Linked DNA regions of Mus musculus: regions 2, 3, 4 and 5 are each linked to region 1. Evidence: chromatin contacts called from public promoter capture Hi-C data. All regions are on one chromosome and are shown on one strand. The core of a region is the stretch at or near the end of the contact, and the rest is flanking DNA. Distances in the headings are between cores, read along the strand shown. Region 1 holds the start of Cep126 (centrosomal protein 126). Region 2 has its middle 32 kb from the start of Dcun1d5. Region 3 holds the start of Pgr (progesterone receptor). Region 4 holds the start of Mmp27 (matrix metallopeptidase 27). Region 5 overlaps Gm31751 (a long non-coding RNA gene).

Region 1 (2,822 bases), core at 134-2,633:
TTATTTGGTTTGTACATTCTGCTAGCAATTTGGAAATTTTTATACACAAAAATAAAATGTAAATCTAACATCCAGTCAAATTTTGTGATTTTACACTGGGCTCCAACAAAAAGGCCCAGTTTTGGTCCAGATTTTCATTTATATAGCCATTAACCTAGTGGCTCAAAACTGTTTAATTTTCTATACAGAAGCCATTTCAATACACAGATCTCTTTTGGCATACCTTCCCAGGAGATTATTAAGCTAAATCTGGACTTCTTTTCAGGCCATTTTTGCTGTGATGGTCCATTTGCAGATTCTGGCAGCCAATCAAGGACCATAACGATCTTTTGAAGTGGGACAGCAGAGAGAAAATGACCTAAGTATCAAGAAATGGATGAGAGCAAGTGAGGAAAGAAAATTTCCACTTTGCAAAGCTTTTTTATCTTTCTTTTTCTCCTCTTCTCCCTCCTCTTCCTCTTCCTCCTCCTCTTCCTTTCACCTCTACAAGGGAAAGTAGTTTTGAAAAGAGTGATAATGGGAAAGGTCTCACCATCTAAAAGTTCACCACAGGATTCCATACCTAACAAATTATGCCCCAAATAATCATTTCCAGGCTGTCTGTAATATTTGCCCGTATCTAGGAATTTTCCATTCACTGTCTTTCATCTGTTAATACTCTCAAGAAAACACTCAGAAAAGGGAAGAGCCGAATCAAGCTCTAAAGTACAGTTCAGCTATGCTCTCTCACAACTGCGAGTCATCTGCCCAACTCAACTTGCCCTAACTTGCCTCAGTTTACTTCATCTCAGTTTAACCTCAATTCACCTCAGTTTACTTTAGTTAAGTCAGTATAACTCAGCTTACCTCATTTTACCTTCGTAAATGGTAACTCGCTTTAACCTCAGCTTGCATCATCTTACCTCAGTGTACCTCCACTTGTGTCAATTTCTCTCTGCTTAATTAGGTGTAATCTCAGTTTGCTTAAGCTTGATTGAGTAATTCAGTTAAACCTCAGCTCACCTCAAGTTATCTCATCACACCGCGGTGTACCTCAGTTTACCTCAGCTTCCCTCTGCTTAATTAAGTTTAAGCGCAGCTTGCCTCAGTTTACCTCATCTCATCTCAGCATACCCGTTTAATTCCGCTTGCCTCCGTTTATTTCAACTTCTGTTTACCTCAGTTTACCTTGGCTTACTTTGTCTCACCTCGGTGTGCTTCAGTGTACTTAGCTTGCTTTCCTTAGCTTGCTTCCATTTAACTTGGTTTAACCTCGGCTCGCCGCAGTTTACCTCAGCTCGCCTCGGCCGCCCCTTTGAGCGAGCCGGCCCCTCATTGGCCGCTTCCCCCTCGCAGCCCCGCCCCGCGTTCCGCCTAGTTTCCGTCGCGAAGGACGCGGCGTCGGTTGGTTGTCAAGATGGCTGCGGCGGGGTCGCGGCCGCCACCTCCGCCGTCGCCCTGCGAGGTCGCCGCCCTCGCCGCTGCCGTCGCCACTGTCGCCGGGGCCGCTGCGAAGCCAGGATTGCCGCAGCCGAGCCTGCGACGCCCGTGACGCGAGACCTGGGAGACGCACTGCCCGGAGCGCCGAGGAGAGGACGAGGGAGGCCGAGCGGCCATGCGGACGGCGCTGAGGTGAAGGATGCTGGCGGGCAGGCCCGGAGCCCAGAGCGCAGGCGCAGGCGTGGGCGCCGGACCCCCAGACGCGCCGGGCGCCCGTGACGGCGGCGGTCGGCCGCGACCCGGCGCTTACCTGTATCCTTTCCACGCCCTCCCCCTGGAGCACGCAGGCAAGGGCATGGAAACTGGCAAGTCATTTTCAGTGCGGATATTTGCTTTAGCAGTTCTCACCCCACCCCACCCCACCCCACCCCGACCTGAAGTTACACTTTTGTCTCCTACTTTGTGACCTCTTCCCCCTCCTTCCCACCCCCGCACTTCGACTTGGCTGTCAGATTTTTGTGGATTTTTAAATGCATCGGTCCTGTATTGGACGGGCGAAGATTCGCCTTTTTGAATTACAGCGTTACACCCTTTACTTACAGAGACGTCTTAGTCCTGCTCCTTAGAAAGAGAAATTGCCCGAGGCTAAAATCGTGGGCTGTTCCGTTTTACTTGTTAGCCGCACACCCTTCCCAGAGCTGGAGAACCCTAGTTCGTTCTGATCATTTTGTATCCCATCTCTGTCCACTCTGTTGTCACACAGACGAAAGGAAAAGCAGGGGGCACGAATCTTGACAATCTGGATTATTTCTGATTTTCCATGAGAAATCGTTGAATTTCAATTTGATGTTACTATTGGTAACATAAACATTGTGGAAATGTCAATACGCTTTGTTTTTTAAGTACATAAAGCGGGTTTATTCTTCCAGAGAACATTATGATAATTAGAATTTACCCTTCATAGTCTCAGAAGACTGGCTGGTGGTGATGATGTTTGCTCATGTTTTTCTCAGGAAATGGAGTCCCTTCCACCACTACCAGCCTCCCTCCACTTCCTCAGCCCTAGGTCCCACCTTCTGCTAGGATATGCTCTTAACAGTTTTAACAGCAAATCATGAGTTTTCATCAAGGGTCTCCTCTTCGGCTGACCCTCCTCTGGGCTCTAAGAATGCAGGTACGTTAGGGCTCCGTTAATGCCCAAATACTCTCTCCTCAGGAACTTGTCTTCCATCCCTGGGTCATTCTGAGTTCTGAACAGTAGCCTAGGCAGTAGCAGCTGCTAGCTTTTGTCTTCTTGTCATTCCTCTTGCTGCTTCCACAAACTGTCTTCTTTTTTTTTTTTTTTTAAAGATTTATTTATTTATTATATGTAAGTACACTGTAGCTGTCTTCAGACACTCCAG
Region 2 (2,822 bases), core at 103-2,602, 920 kb after region 1:
CACAAAGGGGTTCCGACTCACAGGTTGAGAACTGCTGCTCTAGACTAAGAATCCCACTTACTTATATTTAACCACTTCTTAAGAACCACTGAACCATGTCAACTGTACTAACAGAGGAAATAATTGGTAAACATCATTGACATTAGGGGCCAAGTTTTTCTTACATTACCAAATGCATCTATAAGTGGACCAACTCTTTCAAATGATTTTATGTAACTGCTAGCATTTATTGAACACATATCCAGCAAGTTCAACTGATGCTTGATTCAGACTGGAGAATAGATAGTCTGCACGGTATTGCCTTGTCCTGATAAATAAGGATGTTACAAAGATCTTCATGTACAAAGAAATTCAAGAACTAGCATGAGGAAGAAAGAATGCCCAAAGGTGCAGAAAACCAGTCCTGAATGTGAGAAGACCTTCCTAGTGAAAATTGTGAGAAAGAAGAGGGTTCATTCACTGCAGATGTTATATTTCACCTTCAACTTCTCCAATAAAAGTCAGATTGGAAATCCGAGGACTGTAAAAAGGCTAGAATTTCCTTTCCACCGTTGACAATGCTTTTGGTTTTTATTTATTTTGTTTCCTACTAAACATTACAGTCTAATAGTCAATGTCTAATAACCTTTATCCATAGGTAAAGGTTGTTAGAGAAAATAAGAAAAGACAGAAGTATATATTCATATCTTCAGACACAATGATAGGAAAGCTTCCCTAGACGTGTGAAAACAGGTTTGTATAAGCTGTGATGCTTTGTATCTACATATTCAAACAGTGTGGATTAGCCTAAATGCCAAGCACTGTGATGGGTACTTGCCAGCACCAAAGACTAACGGGTCAGGATCTCTAAAACTGAAGAGAACAGATATTTAGTACACAGGTGCAAACTCTGGAGCGCTGGGAATGCTTGTACAACAGCTTATTTACATAGGTACTCACTTGGATATGGTTTTGCCTTGACTCCTATTACAAGATCAGCACAGTTAGGAGCTAAATCTGTTTTCTGAATAAATATTTTCATGTACAAGATTTTCTTTAATTAGCTCCATATTCTGTTCCATTTATATGTTTCTATGTTCAATCCATTATCATATCTGAACATAACTACAGTAAATGATACTTGTGTTTTCCTTGGATTTTATATGGAGATATATAATAACATCAACAACTAACTCCCTCTCCCTCAAAATCAGTCTTATTTTGTACTTTCAGAATAATAAGAAAAAACCCACAGTGGATGGAAAACTTGATTCTAAAGAGACTAAGACATTCATTTACTGAGGTTGAATGTTTAAGATTAAGCTAGCTTAATTAAATTCACTCAGTTCTTCACAATCCAGAAGCAGGCAAGGCTGCCCTCTAGTGCTAAAACTATCGAATTGAATCAGAAGGCATTTTCCAACTACCAGAAGTGAATTAGCATAGTATTCTTAAAACGTAAAACTGTATTGTTCAGAACAAAAAGTTTGAAATAATAAAATGACACATATCCTTTTAATGTACCATTTGATTATATATTTGGTAACTATTATCAGTATTGCTTTAAAAATCCAAGTGCTTCATAACATTAGGGGGTGTGCTGTGTCTGAGAATGTTAATATTACATCATTACTTGAAAAAGAAATTAAAGAAATTACCTTCCAACAACAACAACAACAACAACAAAGCGCAGGGCCAGAAGGGTTTAGTGCAGAATTCTATCAGACCTTCAAAGAAGACCTAATACCAATACTCTTCAAACTACCCCACAAAATAGAAACAGAAGAAAGACGACCCAATTTGTTCTATGAAGCCACAATTGCAGCTTATACCTAATCTACACAATCCCAACAAAGAAAGAGAACTTCAGAGCAATTTCCCTTATAAATATTGATGCAAAAACATTTAATAAATTTCTCACAAACTGAGTCCAAGAACACATCAAAACTATCATTCACCACGATCAAGTAGGCTTCATCCCAGGGATGCAGGCATGGTCAATATACAGAAATCCGTCAATGTAATCCACTACATAAACAAATGCCACAACAACAATAATAATAATAAAAAAAACCAAACCACATGATCATTTCATTAGATGCTGAGAAAGCATTTGACAAAATGTAACATTCCTTCATGTTAAAAGTCTTGGAAAGATGAGGAATTCAAGGCCCATATTTAAACACAGTAAGAGCAATATACAGCAAACCAGTAGCCAACAGCAAATTAAATGGAGAGAAACTTGAAGCAGTCCCACTAGAATCAGGGACTAGACAAGGCTGCCCTTTCTCCCATTCTATTCAATATAGTACTTGAAGTCTTAGCCAGAGCAATTAGACAACAAAAGGTCAAAGGGATACTAATTGGAAAGGAAGAAGTCAAAATATCACTATTTGCAGATGATATGATAGTATAATTAAGTGACCCTAAAAATTCCACCGAAGAACTCCTACAGCTGATAAACAACTTCAGCAAAGTGGCTGGATATTAAATTGACTCAAACAAATTAGTAGCCTTCCTATACTCAAAAATACACAGGCTAAGATAGAAATTAGAGAAACGACACCCTTCATAATAGTCACAAACAACATAAAATATCTTGGTGTGACTAACCAAGCAAGTGAAAGATCTGTATGACAAGAACTTCAAAAGTCTCTGAAGAAAGAAATCGAAGACCTCAGAAGATGGGAAGTTCTCCCATGCTTGTGAATTGGCAGGACTAATATAGAAAAAAATGGCCATCTTGCCAAAAGCAACCTACAGATTCTATACAATCCCCATCAAAATTCCAACTCAATTCTTCATAGAGCAATTCTCAAATTCATTTGGAATAGCAAAAAACC
Region 3 (2,822 bases), core at 227-2,726, 770 kb before region 1:
CCCTAGGAGCAGAAAACCGTGAATCTTCCTTTGGGACCAGAGTGACACCGCCTGGGGCCGCTGAGGCCGCGTTGGCTGCGACTCCTCCTCCGCTGCCGGTGCCTTCCAGTGCTCGAGGTTTGCTCTTTAGAAGCGGAGCTGCAGAGCCCTCGGTCTCCAGGCCACTGTCCTCTTCCACCTCCCCTGCAGCTGGCTGCGGGGACGGCTTCACCCCTGCCCCGGGCCAGTGAGCACTCCCCGAGGTAGGGAGCAACAGCTGCCTGGGTGGTGACAGTCCTTTGGGCAGCACCTTCTGTCCTGCTCCTGTCCCGGAGCTGTCGCCAGCCTTGATCTCTGGCCGACTCATGAGCGGGGACAACAACCCTTTGGTAGCAGGGACACTGCGGGGGTCTTCTGGAAGCTCTGGCCCAAAGAGACACCAGGAAGTGATGGCCTCGCAGGCTGGAGGGCTGGCGTGACTCTGTTCGGTCCCGGAGGGAGTCAACAACGAGTCTAAGACACTGTCTAAGAGTCTGCTGTCCTTCTCCGGGGCTCTGGAATTTCTGCCTCCTTCCCTATGAGTGGCTTCTACCCCAGAGAAAGCTCCCTCCACGTCGGACAGCGACTGCTGGTCCCCTGTCTTTCCGTCTGGGAGCTCGGGACCCCGGCAGGACCGAGGAAAAAGCAGCCCGTCCAGGGAGATCGGTATAGGCGAGACTACAGACGACACGTCCGAGTGCTGGCTCCCTTGGAAGGGACCTGAGTCCAAGCGTGCAAGCAAGGGGGACCCGATGTGTGGGGGGGAGGGCGAAGCGCCAGACGTGTGGAGAACCTGCGGATCCTTTGCCTGCAGCTCAGTCATGACGACCCAAGCTCCCCTTTTCTCCTCCCCTGTCTCCTGGGAGGAGGGAAAAGGGAAGGAGGAGGGGGTGCCGGTGATATAGGGGCAGAGGGAGGAGGAAGTGGGTGTAGAGTCGCAGGACCCGTGGGATCTCCACCTCCTGGTTGGGAGGGGCGGTCTTGGTCAGCTCCTGTCCTTACCCTCCACCCAGACGCAGAGGAAGGGTGGTAGTCGCGCTGTCCCGGTCGCGGTGGGGTGAGGACAGGAAGAAGTAGCTGGAGCAAGCTGGTCTGGTCTGAGAACTGGGAGTTATTCGAGAGACTTTTTTTCGTGTTTCTTCTTGAATGGGAGACCCGGAACTGGTGTGGCCGGTGCTGAAAAAAAGGACTCCCGCTATCTCCGGACTTCTTATGTTTGTTGAAACCTAGACATCCTAGGAAGTTTGCTTTACAGTCCTCACCAAAAACCTGGGGCTAAGACGTAGCCCATTCTTACTCGTTCTCCTGCAGCGACAGTCTCTATGGCTCCCTAGGTTCTCTACAATCCCAGCGAGTTCTGGTTGCAGGTTGCTCTAGTAAAGCTAAGAGAAGTTAGCAGAATGTCAGAATCCTCGCACCCGTAAATACTACAAAGACTGATAGTGACAGTCTAGACTGGCTCCATAGCTTTCTAGCAAGCGTTGGCGCTCTAGGAAGGCCCGCCCAAAGCCCCTCCCTAGCCAATCACTGGCTAGATCTAAATCTCTGGCGTTGGAATTCCAGCTACTCACTAGTCTGATTCCACCTGGAATATCAGATGCTTTGAGAAGAAATCTAAACATATCAGAATTTGTACTGAATTAAGAAGCATGCCAGCCCCACCCTATAAAAAGCAAAGTTGTTGTAAAGATTTCAGGATTTGAAAATATTTGTAAATATTCAACACAGACAGTGACATATCGTGACATTTTATTTTTTGTATAAAAGGTATAAAATGATCTCAAGTATTTTCATTTTATTACGTGTATATGTCTCTGGGAGTGTATGTTACATGGTTATATAGTTGCTCAGACGTCAGCAGAGAGGGTGAGAGCCCTCAGAGGTGAAGTTGCAGGTGCTCTGATATAGGTGCTGAGGTCCTAACTGGGGTTCTCTGCAGGAGCAGCAAGTGCTCTGTGTGTATATGTGTGAGTGCTTGCATGTGTCGCGTGCATATGGTAGTCTAAGACTAGCCCCAAAGAGTGGATTTCCTCCTTGAACCATGCAGATTCTGGAGATAGAACTCATCCTGAGTTTGACACTGAACAACCTTACTGGCTGCCTGTCCAGCCTTCCTCTAACACGCTCAAACTATTCTTGTGACAAGTGGGCCACCAATGTGACTTAGCAGTTAAGGATGGAAGACAGTTGGTAACACATCGCTGCCTGTATGGGGAGTTTGGACATTGAGTGTCATATTCTGTTTGTTCTGATTTTCATGAGGTTCTCTTCAGTCCTTACTAAATATCTACATCACATATTAAGTTTTCCACTGGGAAAGCTAAATGGCATTTTCTCCCCTCTATGTTTCTCTACTCTTAGAATAATTACCATTGAGCTTTAAGAATAAATCACCTTTAAAGTCATGAGAACACTGTGGAGGGGAGAGAGTAATATGATTTATTTTATACACCGTCATAAGCTGTCCACTCTCAAGCCCAGTCAGTGGATGCCGTGACACATCGCTATTCAAAAGTGAGTTAGTCGTTTGGGAAATGCCTTTGAGTGTTTCCAGGCCATTTTAATGCTGAAGCCTGCAGTTATTCTCAGCCAGGTCTAGAAGATTTGTGAAAGGCTCCAAAACTGCAGAGATGGCAGAGCTGCTGGAGGCAAGGTGCCTAGATGTCAATCACCAGGGAGGTGCTACATAGTCGTGAATTGCTGCTGTTACACTGGACCATTGGGCTTGGGTGTGGACTATTCCAGCAATGAGATATTGCTGACTAATTTTAAATGTGTGAGAATTAGGGAGGGAGAAGAGAATT
Region 4 (2,822 bases), core at 128-2,627, 560 kb after region 1:
TTTTTTTTTTTTTTTTTTTTTACTTTTTTCATTAAATCTCTTGTAGTTCCTTATCCTTAAATAGCCAAGTACACAGGGTATACATTGTTATACTGGGACCCATCTAAGATTTGAGATTTGATAGCTCTAAAACACACACACACACACACACACACACACACACACACACACACACACCCTCAACCACCCCTCTACATGAGCACATGCGTGGATGCACGAATGAACGTGTTCCTCCTCCCCCACACTCACACCCTTCCCTTCTTTCTGCACACCTCACCATGCCTCCAGGGCATTGTAGCAGATGGTGGTGCTGCCTATTCTGAGCTCACAGGGGAGAAGGGAGCCTAGAGATTGGAACCTATCTGCCTGAGCCAACTCTGTAGCACTAGCTACAGGCGATAGCCTTTCGATTTAGTTTCCGTGTGGTTGTCATACTGCCCACAGCATAGGTCTAATGAGGGGATGAGATACATAGAACCCACAAAGTGGCATGCACTTTCGAAAGTGTCAGTTAGATAAGCCATCACTGTGGTTGCTTCTTGGAGATTACTTATTTGGGTTAGTTAACCAAAGTTGGTAGAAACATTACCTGTATGTAAGGCTGTATTTTCTCCACCCAGGGAGTGTGTAGCCATATTGCCCCACATCTGGTACCCCACACCTGGGCACTTTCATGATCGCAAGTGTGTCTGAATCCAGTTTTCCAGTCACTGTCAATCCGAAAAATGCCTGCATTTCCCGAAGTTTTCCATCAAAGAGACTCCTGTTCTTGCTTTGGACAAAATGACTCCCTTCTATTTCAAGAGAGTAGAACTGGTTGAGATATGCCTGTCAGGAAAGATGTAAAGGACACAGACTACAGGAGAGCAAAGGTTTATGAGTGACTAGAATTAGCCAAATCACACACCCATACAACTAAGGGCAGCCACTTGGCTTATATTCTTACTGTTCCTTTCATCTTATGCTCTTGAAATTCTAGGAGACATCAGAGATGATGCTCTATTTTGCAAACTTATGCAATTTAACCTTAGAGTTAGACACATGGAAAGGACCTCATTCTTCTGAGATACTCTGAGACTCTGCAGGAATGTGCTGTCTTGGAAAGTCCCGAGAGAAGCTATAAAAGGCACATTTTATTGCTTGTTGCTTTTAGCATTCATTGAAATCCTACCTGGGCCAGTTGGTTGTTCTCCTCATTTTTGTCCTTCCTGTCTGGAGGAAATGCAGCGGAAAGTGTTATAAAATTAACCATCAGAGACAGAAGGCACTTCATTCCTGTCTCTTCAGTTAAAGCTTGTTTCTGTTTGTATGGCATTTAGAAAGTTGACAGTGAGACGTGGCATGAAGTAATCACTTAATTAATAACAGCAAAGCACATTGCCATGAAGTGTCTCATGACTTCGTTTTCCCCTTAGATAAACTTGAATTTTGCAACCACAGTTGGTGATTGCTTATCTAGCACATTGCTCACTTTTGAGCGCTGACAATAGCAAGGCCCCCAAGTTAGTCTTCTGGTCTCAAAACTGGTAGTTTTACTGGTAGTTTTGGTAGGTTGTTATGAATTTTGAAATAATTTACTTTGGCAGAAAACACTAGCATATCTTGGTAGTGTGATTGGAAGAGACAATGGAGTCGGATATTAGTTTAAGTACTGTGCTATGGTGCCTGGCTTCTATATGAGTTCTGCCTACTGAGCCACTTCCCAGCCTCTGTGTCTTTAATTGTTAGGAGTACTGGCTAGTTAAATATGAGTAATTGTTTGTTATTATTATTTATTTTAGTATTATATTTGAATGTTTTTTGTAATGTCTTTTTTATGGTAATGGTGTTAAACATTCTTTTTAAAAATTTATTTGTTTTTTATATCCTAACCAGTTTCTCATCCCTCCACTCCTCCAGTCCTCCCCCAACTTCTTTTTTCTCCTCCACATGTTAAACATTCTTATAGCAACTGTTTGCTTTTTTCTACCAGAATTGTCTCTGGTTTCTCAGAGTTTCTTGTTGGATGTCTGTTTATCACATTGCCAACTTTCAAATGTTTGTTAACTATGTTGTGCAATCTGCTTGGAACTTCTGGGACAGAAAGTTATCTGAGAAGCTGTTAGTACCCAAGGATGGGTGTGGGGAGTTGGAGACCTTTCTTACAGGAGGCAGGGTGTATTCCAGGCTTCTATGGTATGTGATGAGATTTAATTGAACACAATAGGAAAATGCACAATAGCAGATAGTTAATAAAACTCAAAGTGATATTTTGTTTGTGTAAGAGCAGCCGAGGTTTGGTCTGTGGCGTCTAGAGTGAATCACCTCTCTACATCAGGGGCTGTGTGGTTTCTCAAAAGATGGCTATTGAACCTACATTGCAGGTAGCATAAAACAAGGAAGGAAGAGAAATAAAGTTCTTAATATTCTTTGAGGAACCCCACCTGTCTTAGTCAGGGTTTCTATTCCTGCACAAACATCATGACCAAGAAGCAAGTTGGGGAGGAAAGGATTTATTCAGCTTACTCTTCCACATTGCTGTTCATCACTGAAGGAAGTTAGGACTGGAACTCAAGCAGGTCAGAAAGCAGGAGCTGATGCAGAGGCCATGGAGGGATGTTCTTTACTGGCTTGCTTCCCCTGGCTTGCTCAGCCTCCTCTCTTATAGAACCAAGACTACCAGCCCAGAGATGGTCCCACCCACAAGGGGGACCTTTCCCCTTGATCACTAATTGAGAAAATGCCTTACAGTTGGATCTCATGGAGGCATTTCCCCAACTGAAGCTCCTTTCTCTGTTATAACTCCAGCTGTGTCAAGTTGACACAAAACTAGCCAGTACACC
Region 5 (2,822 bases), core at 105-2,604, 540 kb after region 1:
CTACACTGTAATGGATACTTTAGAATGTCAACTTATCGATAAATACCCGGGGTACTAGCTTACAAGCTCAGCACTCAAAAGACAGATAGGAAAATTTTAAGTTTAGGGCTAGCCAAGTCTACATGGGGGACTCTGTTTCCAAACAGTAGCAGCAGCAGCAGCAGCAGCAGCAATAACAATGGGGGAAGAAACTCAACCAAGAGAGAGGTAAGGCATATTCTGGCTTTGAGTTCCAGAGGTTGTAGTCCATGGCTGCAGGAGTTCGTGGCTTTTAGACATGCAATAAGGAGAGAGTCTGCAGTTGTAAACCTGTTTATATCATGGCAGCTGGGGAAGAAAATGTGAGGGAGGGGGGAAGAAGAGGATAGAAAATCTGGGGTCCTAATATCCTCTTCAAGGGCATGTTCCCAATGATGTTAAGTTGCTTCTGCTAGAAGCTATCTCTTAAGAATATGCACATATATATGTATATATACATAAGTATATATGCCTATACATATATATGTAGAGAGATAAATAATAAATATAATTATTTATTATATAATTTCTCTATATATACACATACATACATACATACATACATACATACATACATATGGAGAGAGAAGCTTTGTATTGGGCTTACAGATGTATCTAGCTTTGGAGAAAGTCTTAACTGCATGAGAACTTTAGAGGAAATTCAGGATTCAAATAATTCTACTTGGAAACCTATTAGAGATGCAAATTCTGGAATTCATTCAAGACTGACTAAATCAGAAAATTTAGCCATGGGATAGCTGTGCCTGTTTAAAACAAGCTCTCTAGGTAATTTGGACTCTCTCTCTCTCTCTCTCTCTCTCTCTCTCTCTCTCTCTCTCTCTCTCTCACACACACACACACACACACACACACACACGCATGCACGCACTACACTAACAGTCATTTCAGAATGGAGCAGAAGTGAGGGCTATTGAAAAAGAGTCGGGGAGCACACGGGGCTTGGGAACTTGCTAGACACACCTATCAGGCCCTGCCCTCCCAAGATTTTGACCTAATTGTACAACAATTGATCATTTCTTTCTGTTGATTCTCGTTGCATCAGTGATTCATAATCTCAGCTTTAAAACACTTAAATGTGGAGAGAAAGATGCACCCTGTTCACCTTTGTGAGGTGAAAGCCACCAGCAGCTGAACTGTGGATTGAGAAGAGAACCAGGCCACCTTAGGTCAACCCCTGCACAGCCTAGGGTCAACAGGTTTAGCTGTGTTTGCCTCAGCTTACAGGCGTTGGCACACAGGCTAGGTTCTGCTTGTGGGGCATGGACCAGCTGCAGGTCAGGGCGGGAGAGTCTTGGTTCTGCTCATGATCACTAGATGGCAGCACTGGACTTCAGCTTCCACAGGAAACATCCCGAGCCTGCACAGCCAGGCTCTGCTGTCTGGTGCCAACTCCAAGCTTTCGGTTTCATAATCCTTAGAGGCTTGTGCATATCGGCACCAACACAGGGAGCACAGAAGGCACAAGCGAGGCTATGATTTATTTCCTTGTTTCGCTCCAACATGTGATCATCTCATTACATACACTCCTCTGGCCTCCTTGGTCTTGGTCAGTGTTGTGGACTCTCTCTTGCTGGGATAAACACTCTGATCAGAAGCAACTTGGGGAGGGAGGGTTTATTTGGCTTACACTTCCAGGTCATGGTCCACCATGGAGGGAATCAGAGAAAAGCAGGAGATTGAAGCAAAACAATGGAGGAACACTGCTTGCAGGCTACCTCTCTAGCTCACTCAGTCACAAGCTCAGCTAGCTTTCTTATACATGGCCTTCTTAAGGATGGTGCCATCCACAGTGGACTGGGTCCTCCCACATCAATTAAGAATCAAGGCAGTGTCTCACAGACATGCCTGCAAGCCAATTCTCAATGGAGGCTTTCTGCTCAGATGACTCTAAACCTTGTCATGTTGACAACAGAGCTAACTTGGACAGACACTGTACTGACTATATAGAAGCCAAAGACACATCCCATACATTAAGTTGTGTGTGTGTGCTCGTGCACATGCAAAGGAGGCTAAAACAACCTGCAACAGCAACAAAAGTACAAACTGAAGACAGAGATTGTTGTATAGAAAGGAATCGTAGTCAAAAGAAGATGACCCCCCAGTCAACGCATGCAAATATGAGCCCCGTCCTTGCCATTGGTGAACATGCAGCTTAGTTTTCTCCTCTGTCACTGAGTGGATGGAGAACACGTCTGTTTTCTTCCTTTTCTTGAAAGGTTAAAAACTACACAATATTACAGACATGCCAAAAATTAGTGAAATACAATCTACTTGAATATTCCTATAGTTCAGGTCTACTCAAAATCCCGCAGCACACTGCTCTCAGTCAACTTTACCGTGAGTGGAGCGTGAAGCTTCCATAGTGTTGTATTACTTTTTCTGAGATGTGAAGAAATGTTTGTCCACCCTAGACAGAGTCAAAGTTAGACTAAAGCAGTAGCTCTCAACCTTCCTAATGTGGAGACCCTTTAATATAGTTCCTCATGTGGTGACTGCTAACTATAAAATTAGTTTGTTGCTACTTTATAACTGTAATTTTGCCATTGTTATGAATCATAATTCAGATATTTGATATGCTGGGCCCAAATCAGCTGTCGCTCACAGGCTGAGAGCTGGTGGAGTAAAGAAACAACTCCATTCATGTCCAGCATGATGAACCAGTTAGTAAGACTTATAGGGACCTGGGTGAGGAATTACTTATAGGCATATGGATGACCCCAAGCCCATCATTGAGAAATTCTACCAGAGCATGGGTGAAGAAGATCTCTTGAATGGTATTAGTG

Evidence for each region. Promoter capture Hi-C pulls out the DNA fragments that hold promoters and counts their contacts.
Region 2: a contact with region 1 is called in a promoter capture Hi-C map of hippocampal neurons, with 3 times the contacts expected there. The contact joins the enhancer-like site here to the promoter of Cep126 in region 1. A contact is called at or near these places in 4 of 39 promoter capture datasets (hippocampal neurons, liver and pre-B cells) and 1 of 115 datasets of contacts at active chromatin or transcription factors (large pre-B cells).
Region 3: a contact with region 1 is called in a promoter capture Hi-C map of hippocampal neurons, with 5 times the contacts expected there. The contact joins the promoter of Pgr here to the promoter of Cep126 in region 1. A contact is called at or near these places in 4 of 39 promoter capture datasets (cranial neural crest, embryonic stem cells, hippocampal neurons and 1 more) and 1 of 9 other capture datasets (embryonic stem cells).
Region 4: a promoter capture Hi-C map of hippocampal neurons shows a contact between it and region 1, with 2.6 times the contacts expected there. The contact joins the promoter of Mmp27 here to the promoter of Cep126 in region 1. A contact is called at or near these places in 8 of 39 promoter capture datasets (the 3T3-L1 cell line, embryonic stem cells, hematopoietic stem and progenitor cells and 4 more) and 1 of 9 other capture datasets (adipose tissue).
Region 5: a contact with region 1 is called in a promoter capture Hi-C map of hippocampal neurons, with 4 times the contacts expected there. The contact joins the enhancer-like site here to the promoter of Cep126 in region 1. A contact is called at or near these places in 10 of 39 promoter capture datasets (cranial neural crest, embryonic stem cells, frontonasal cranial neural crest and 4 more) and 1 of 115 datasets of contacts at active chromatin or transcription factors (stem cell-derived neural progenitor cells).

What each region holds. Positions count from the first base shown.
Region 1 is chr9:8,133,007-8,135,828 of GRCm38.p6, reverse strand. It overlaps Cep126 (centrosomal protein 126), which reads left to right and starts at 1,383. Exons shown (of 11, transcript NM_001045524.2): 1 at 1,383-1,731. The coding sequence starts at 1,619.
Region 2 is chr9:7,214,976-7,217,797 of GRCm38.p6, reverse strand. It overlaps a transcript of Dcun1d5 not described here. Among named protein-coding and RNA genes, the nearest start is that of Dcun1d5, 32 kb to the right of the region's middle. Within about 2 kb of position 1,352, at least 4 of the 459 cell types and tissues checked have an H3K27ac peak or open chromatin away from gene starts, as enhancers often do.
Region 3 is chr9:8,898,487-8,901,308 of GRCm38.p6, reverse strand. Pgr (progesterone receptor) reads right to left here and starts at 1,476. Exons shown (of 8, transcript NM_008829.2): 1 at 1-1,476. The coding sequence starts at 841.
Region 4 is chr9:7,569,951-7,572,772 of GRCm38.p6, reverse strand. Mmp27 (matrix metallopeptidase 27) reads right to left here and starts at 1,377. Exons shown (of 10, transcript NM_001310717.1): 1 at 1,172-1,377; 2 at 590-828. The coding sequence starts at 1,315. All of the region lies in intron 2 of Gm31751 (a long non-coding RNA gene), which reads left to right.
Region 5 is chr9:7,593,988-7,596,809 of GRCm38.p6, reverse strand. All of the region lies in intron 2 of Gm31751 (a long non-coding RNA gene), which reads left to right. Among named protein-coding and RNA genes, the nearest start is that of Mmp27, 24 kb to the right of the region's middle. Within about 2 kb of position 1,354, at least 123 of the 459 cell types and tissues checked have an H3K27ac peak or open chromatin away from gene starts, as enhancers often do. A contact at or near this core is called in hippocampal neurons, where this site is marked.